2 separate regions of the Zea mays genome follow, and region 2 is linked to region 1. A link is a contact called in public Hi-C data. All regions are on one chromosome and are shown on one strand. Each heading gives the region's core, a stretch centred on a gene start, on an enhancer-like site or on the middle of the called end of the contact. The rest is flanking DNA. Distances are from core to core; before and after follow the strand shown.

The links. Hi-C and Micro-C count contacts between places; a contact is called where the count stands out from the background.
Region 2: a contact with region 1 is called in a Hi-C map of ear, with 4 times the contacts expected there. The contact joins two enhancer-like sites. A contact is called at or near these places in 4 of 25 Hi-C or Micro-C datasets (ear, leaf and tassel).

Annotation. Positions count from the first base shown.
Region 1 is chr1:238,354,354-238,357,869 of Zm-B73-REFERENCE-NAM-5.0, reverse strand. LOC100279895 reads right to left here. Exons shown (of 18, transcript NM_001361000.2): 18 at 3,291-3,516. The coding sequence ends at 3,516. Among protein-coding and RNA genes, the nearest start is that of LOC100279895, 9.8 kb to the right of the region's middle. Within about 2 kb of position 1,824, at least 14 of the 20 cell types and tissues checked have an H3K27ac peak or open chromatin away from gene starts, as enhancers often do. A contact at or near this core is called in ear, leaf and tassel, where this site is marked.
Region 2 is chr1:238,536,296-238,539,811 of Zm-B73-REFERENCE-NAM-5.0, reverse strand. No RefSeq gene overlaps it. Among protein-coding and RNA genes, the nearest start is that of LOC118476139, 29 kb to the right of the region's middle. Within about 2 kb of position 1,576, at least 12 of the 20 cell types and tissues checked have an H3K27ac peak or open chromatin away from gene starts, as enhancers often do. A contact at or near this core is called in ear, leaf and tassel, where this site is marked.

The DNA of each region.
Region 1 (3,516 bases), core at 575-3,074:
AAAATCTACATCAATTGCTAATTGGACTTTCTATAACACAAGTGAGGATATTTTGATATAAACTAGTATTTTGCTTACTCTAAAAATCTAAGTGCTCAATTTGCGAACAAGATTATTTAACTAGCAAAAATCTATTTACCACACTACTAGTGATATTTTCTCTTTTCTTTCTAAAAAGAAAATGCTAATAAAATAATTAGATAAATCATCTAAAAATCCTATATTATTCATATGACATCTATACCATTTTCCAAATCCATTTAAAATGCACCTATAATTCTCCAAATAGTTTCTAAAATTTATCGTGACCAAATTTAACTACAAAAATTCCTATCTAGCATTTTTATCGTCAACGTGTGACTACTAAATGTTGTCATATTTCTCTAATCCAAAATTCAACGCCACGACTAACATGACATAACACGGTGCTAATAATCGCATGAATCTACCAAACAATTCCATAACGCATATACACATAAATTGTGCATCACACGTGTTCATATTACAACAAATAAAATATACAACTCATGAATCAAACCAAAAAGTACTTTTATAAAATATACAAAATAAATTTGGGTCGTCTTCAACCTTAGGTTCGCGCGTGTGACGGGGATGGATCGACGAGGTTCGGCCGGATGAAGAAAAGCAGGGGCTCGACTACGGACGGCGAATACGTGGCTCCGGCGAACTCCGGCGACTAACGGCACACTCCGGCGAACTCCACGGGCTCCGGCGACGAACGACAACGAACGGCAACGTCGAGCAGTGTATTGGCGAGCTAGAGAGATGGAATGAGCTTGGGTAGGCCGGAGAAAGGAGAGTGTCTCTGCTGCCTTTTATAGGGAGCAGGAGGGAGAGAAAGTCTGCCAGGGAGAGAAAGAGGGCATCAGCGTCATCACTGGCCATTGATGGCGTTGCAGTTTCGTCTCGGCATCAATGGTGTGAGGAATGAGGGAGGAGAAACGGAGGGATTAAAGCTCCATAACACGAGGAAGTAACGCGCGCAGGCAGTAACACGACGTCGGCGTTGGGATGGCGTAGGGCTCGACAACGTCTTGGCGGGTCGCTCGCGCGGCTGGAGGGCGCGGCTCGGCGGATGCAGGCGCTCGCGCGCGGCGAGCAGCGGCAGTCGGGCTCGGCCGCTGAGCAGCTGGGGTCGCGCGCGGGGTGGGGCCGGGCGCTCGGCCGCTCGGGCTCGGTGTCGCGGCAGCGGCTGGCTCGATCTCCTGTGCACGCGCGCGTGAGAGAAAGAGCAGAGAGATGAGGGAGATGAGAGGAGAGAGAGAGAAGACAGAGGAGAGAGGGAGTGAGAGCGGCGACGGCTGCTGCCTTCTGCCAGGGAGCACGCGCGGCTACAGGGTTAGGGTTGGGGCATGGGCCCCTAGTGGGCCGGCTAGTTAGGATTTAGTTTTTTTCTAATTCCGAGATACAATTTTAAAGAGCTCAAAAAATCATAAAAATTCACCAAAAATATTTATAAATAAAATACTTGTTTTCTGGACTAATAATTACTATATTACTCAATTATTATTTTAATTACTAGGATTTCTTTTTAAAAGGAAGTTAATAACAATCATCCGATCAATCAAGCGTATACAAAGAAAATGTAACTAAACAAACACTTAAAAGTAAAATTATGATTACCATATTTTACTAATTTTATTATTTTTAGTTGATGGATTTTATGGTGCTACAGTGGCGCTACCCTCCTTGCGACTGCCAGGCAAGAACCAATCGGCCCGGCCAGATGAAGTGAACCAACCGGTAGATGCTCTGCCCACATGGCCATGCCACTTGTGTGTGCAGTGCAGCTGCCAACAACTGATGCGCTACAGCCTACAAGACTGCATCCATCGCTTCACTCGACGTACTGCTCTCCCCTCTCCGGTCTTGCGTGTACGGTCGTCCGTCCCCTCGGATGCTCCAACGGATCCATCTCTTTTCTCTCGCCCCCCCCCCCCTTCACTAATCAATAAAATTAAGTATGAAATTAATTATTTTTTATTTTAATTATTAGATAACAATATGTATTATAGTATTACAAATATTGTATACATATTTTGGAACCTACAAACTGATATAAAGGGCAGTTGATGTGTGGTAGGAGAGAGGAGGACAAATAGGTGGGGAATTGAAGAGAGAGGTATTTAAAAATGAATACAAAGTACAGACAGGGTGAGAGAAACATAAAATTGTTGGAATCAGCATTACAAATAGCAGATAGCGGATTGGTCTAGGGGCAGCGCCATTAAGGCTATACAACTCTAAATTTCTAACCTAAAATGAATATTTTGTTCTTTGCCGTATATCATAATCCTTCGCAGTCATATTATATATATTTTTTAATTCTCTTCCATGCACATGAGCCCGCATGTTGCTGCCACAAGCTCACGGTACAGTGGATAGCGTCAGATTCCGTACGACGCTCGATGTACCACTCTTGCATTGCTAGACCTAGAATTATACATGTAACACAGAAATACGCATAAGGCAGCTCCAGTGTGCGCGCTAACTGTTAACTGAAGGTGCAATCCCAAGGGGCAAATGAGTCGTTGTAAAGGTGGAGTGCTCCAAGCAGGAGAGAATTGACTTTAAAAATTCAAAGCAACCTTAACCTACAATAAATGGTTCATATATACATGTAACACAGAAATATGCATGCTTATTAGGGCGTCTGCATATATTGTGTTTGCTAACAGAAGAAGGTGCAAAGATGAGTGAAAAGATGAGAGAGAGAGGAAGTGAGGTGCAATACATTAGACACCAGGTGCGTGCTAGCTTAAAACCTCGTTCGACTAATACATTTTATACATTGGAGCTTGATTAACACGTGCGACATACTGCTTGCACTTTCTTGCGTTTCTTCTCTCCTCCTCCGCCATTGGTGCTGCGGCAAAGCTCGGGCGCCAAGAGCAACAAAATGAACACAGCTAATATTTGATATAGGGATTGCATGCACATGTCCCAACTCCCAACACAAGTGCCGATATGAAAACCTAACTACCACCAGATTTCCTTTTATTTCTAGCTCTATTCTTGTGAAATGTGGTTACTTTGGCAGCACAAAACTTCCAGCAACAAAAAAAAGATGAGTAGACCAAACGAGTGGCAACACGGTGTCGTAGTCAGCAACTTCTTGTGATTCCGTCGAAAGTTAAATTAACTTCCAACGCTACCTGCCTAGCTATGGGACGTTAACTTCCAACAGCCCTACGGTTAGCCGTAGACACCAGCTTCCCAGTTCTTTTATTTCTAGCTCTATTCAAGTGAACAGCACAAAACTTTCAAAGTGAAAAAAAAAGATTATGTGACTAACAGTTTGCTGTACAATTATACAACATGAACTCTCTTGAGTCACGAGTTTGGTGGTGGTTTGGATAAGCCCTCTGATCCAAGAAAAGAACTCCTGAGCCCCCCCACCTGGACCTTGAAAGGGGGGGGGGGGGCAAGGAGAAACCGAAAAAAGCCAAAAAAAAGGTTGCAAGTTGCTCAGCAGCTGCATGTTTACCTTCGGAT
Region 2 (3,516 bases), core at 327-2,826, 180 kb before region 1:
AAGATACCTCTGTGTCCCAGTACTACTACTGATCTGAGGACGCTTAACTGTATCATTGCAAACAACATGCGCCACGACTTGTGAAACTAGTTTCTCCAACTTATAGAGAGGCTTGTTCAATCACATCCACCTCTAGTGTTTGGTTATAGAGTATCGTAGGACGGAGCAACTATACTTTTAAATTTATTATTTATATTGGTTCTGTATAGAATAGAGTGGCTTAATTAAAAAAAGAAAAATATGTTTAAACGGTAATATCTCGGATATATGGAGCCGCTGCTGCTTTGCAATGGAGCCGCTCCATCCCAGCTAACTAGCTCCGCAACCGAACACTAGAGCTTTAGGCGTGGTGTGATTGGCTCAGATATTCGCTATGGCTATTTCTTCATTAACTCGTGAATCACAGCTCTCTCTCTGGCTTTTTTTTTCCCCATAGGGGATTGATTGTAGTTTGCGTACTACTGGCAAAGGAGGCGTCTTAATAGCTAGCTAGGTTCCAGCACCAGCATTTAGGTTTCAGCTACCAATGCAACTGCCAACGGAATTCGCAAACAGATGATAGCTGGCGATTTGGACTGGCTATAGCTCCAAGAGAGAGACTCAAACAACAAATTTAAGCTGTCCTCCTCGATCTACTGGTTACTACTCATCCAATAATTTGATCATCATCGTCATACAGGTCCTAGGTTCGACAGGAGACCACGTACGTACGGGAGAAATTAACACGCATTATGCTTTGATATGACAGACTCAAGATTCCATATCATCCAAGAAATTCCTGCAACGTATCGGACCTCTCCAAGGACCGGGAAAAAAAGGGTCATATGGTTTTTTCTTTTAATTCAAGGAACAGTGTATGTTAAAAGCTCATGAACGGAGAGAGTATTTAACTGATGCATATATGGCAATACAGTACGCGACTACTGGGTTAACAGAGTACCTCAAGGATTATAGATGCAGCAATAGTTGATGGGTCGGGTGCAATAATGCGACCATATATAATATATATAGTGGTTAATTGTTGTTGTTGTTTCAGACATGGATTGGAGCTCTCAAGCAGAGGTTGCTGTTGCAATAACTTGCAAGTAGCTGCTAGCTAGCAACATGCTTTGTATGTAGATCCATGGAGGTCACTCATCACACCCCGTGCAATGGGGCCCTTGCTGTCGTCGTCTTCATTTTAATTAGATCTCTCGGCTCAAGTCGTGAAGAAACCGCAACGACCATGGCTCCTACGTAGCACGTACGGTTGATGTGTGGAAAATTGAAGATTAGTATGCAAAGCACTGGCTCGGGTGTGCCGAGTTGAAGGGGTGGCAGTGCTTGCGTTGGAAGAGGAGAAGAACGGGCCGCTGCTCGGCGCGCGTGGCATGCACATGTCGATCGCATGGCTTTGTCACGTCGTCGTCGCGCCTTTATAGCGGCCGCAGTTGTTGGATGTGTGGTTTGCAGCTACTTGAGGGTCGGTCGAATCACAGAGATCAACATGCATGGCGGCACCATATGGAGTACTGCTGCTACTGGTGCGTACGTGCGTGCTTGCATCATAACTGCACGACACCAACCTGTTGACAATGACAATCCCATCTCTCAGCTAATCCTGCGGCAGATATATTCTCCTAACTGTACGTACGTAGTGCTCGCACTGTGTCTTCGCGCCAGCTGGTCGACTTGAGTCACCGAGCGTCCGAGCGCTGTTGATGCATGAACCGAATCCGACTATTTGCCGACTATTTTTTGTCGGTTACTCGGCAAAGACGGCTTTATCGAGTGCCACCCTCAGCAAATAAAGACTCTCGATACCGGTAATACCCGCAACTTTTACCTTTACCGAGGTTAGCATACTTGGCATAGCCAGACACTTGGCAAACACTTATTTGCCGAATGTTAAACACTCGGCGAAGTGTGACGCTCGGCAAAGAACCGTCAGCAACCGTTTATAGCTGATGGTCGTTACCTTTGCCGAGCGCAAGACGCTGACACTCGACAGAGATGGTACGTTGCCGAGTGTTGGGCCGGGCGAGTGCTTTATTTGACACTCGGCAAAGTTTATTTTCATTTTTTTCTTTTTCCAACCAAACTTTTTGTGGTTTGTTCCTACACTATGTTGACCTACATGTTCCATTTTTGGAACAATTATAAAAGTGTTTGCTATAAATATTAGATTTTGTTCGTTTAATTGTATTTCCTCGAATAATTCATATTTTCCAAGTTTCAAGTGACTTGCAGTTCAAATGTGAATTTTTTCAAAGAAATTCAAATAAACGAACTAAATCTAATAGTTATAGAAAACACTTTTATAATTGTCATAAAATGGTACATGTAGGTCTACATAGTGTAGAAACATACCGCAAAAAGTTTGGTTGGCAAAATAAAAATAAAAATATACTTTGCCGAGTGTCCAACGGGGGCACTCGGCAAAGCTTGCTCTGTCGAGTGTCAAACGGGGGGCACTCAGCGAAGAAAATTCTTTGCGGAGTGCCAGAACTCGGTTCTCGGCAAAGGTAACGGCCGTCAGCTTTAGACGGCGGCTGACGACCCTTTGTCGAGAGCCGCCCTTCACCGAGTGTATTCCTGTATCGAGAGTCCTGCTCTCGGCAAACGCCATCGTTACCGAGAGCAGGACTTTGCTGAGTTCTGAGACCACTGCTTCTTTGCCGAGTGTCCAACAGGGGCACTCGACAAAGCTTGCTCTGTCGAGTGTCAAACGGGGGGCACTCGGCAAAGAAAATTCTTTGCGGACTGCCAGAACTCGGCTCTCGACAAAGGTAACAACCGTCAGCTTTAGACGGCGGCTGACGACCCTTTGCCGAGAGCCGCCCTTCGTCGAGTGTATTCCTGTGTCGAGAGTCCTGCTCTCGGCAAACGCCGTCGTTACCGAGAGCAGGACTTTGCTGAGTTCTGAGACCACTGCTTTTTTGCCGGGTGTCCAACGGGGGCACTCGACAAAGCTTGCTCTGTCGAGTGTCAAACGGGGGGCACTCAGCAAAGAAAATTCTTTGCGGAGTGCCAGAACTCGGCTCTCGGCGAAGGTAACGGCCGTCAGCTTTAGACGGCGGCTGACGACCCTTTGTCGAGAGCCACCCTTCGCCGAATGTATTCCTGTGTCGAGAGTCCTGCTCTCGGCAAACGTCGTCGTTACTGAGAGCAGGACTTTGCTGAGTTCTGAGACCACTGCTTCTTTGCCGAGTGTCTGACAAAAGCACTCGGCAAACCACCTAGCACTCGGCAAAGACCCGGATTCCAGTAATGATGGTGAGCGATTCGATAGGAGCGCATGAATAATTCACCTTTTTAGGATATATCTTATAGTCTGCATGCGTTATGTTTGGGGATAGCCCGACAAGTATCCATTGGGAAGGTCCTGTTTTCAGTGGTTTCACAACCAAACAACTCTAGATCTAACCATCCGGTACTTGATCGTCCTACCAATTAAACATCCACTAAAGGCTTGTTTGGTATCTTTGTTTCCCAAAATCACATTTTATAATACCACAGTTTAATGTATGTCATAAC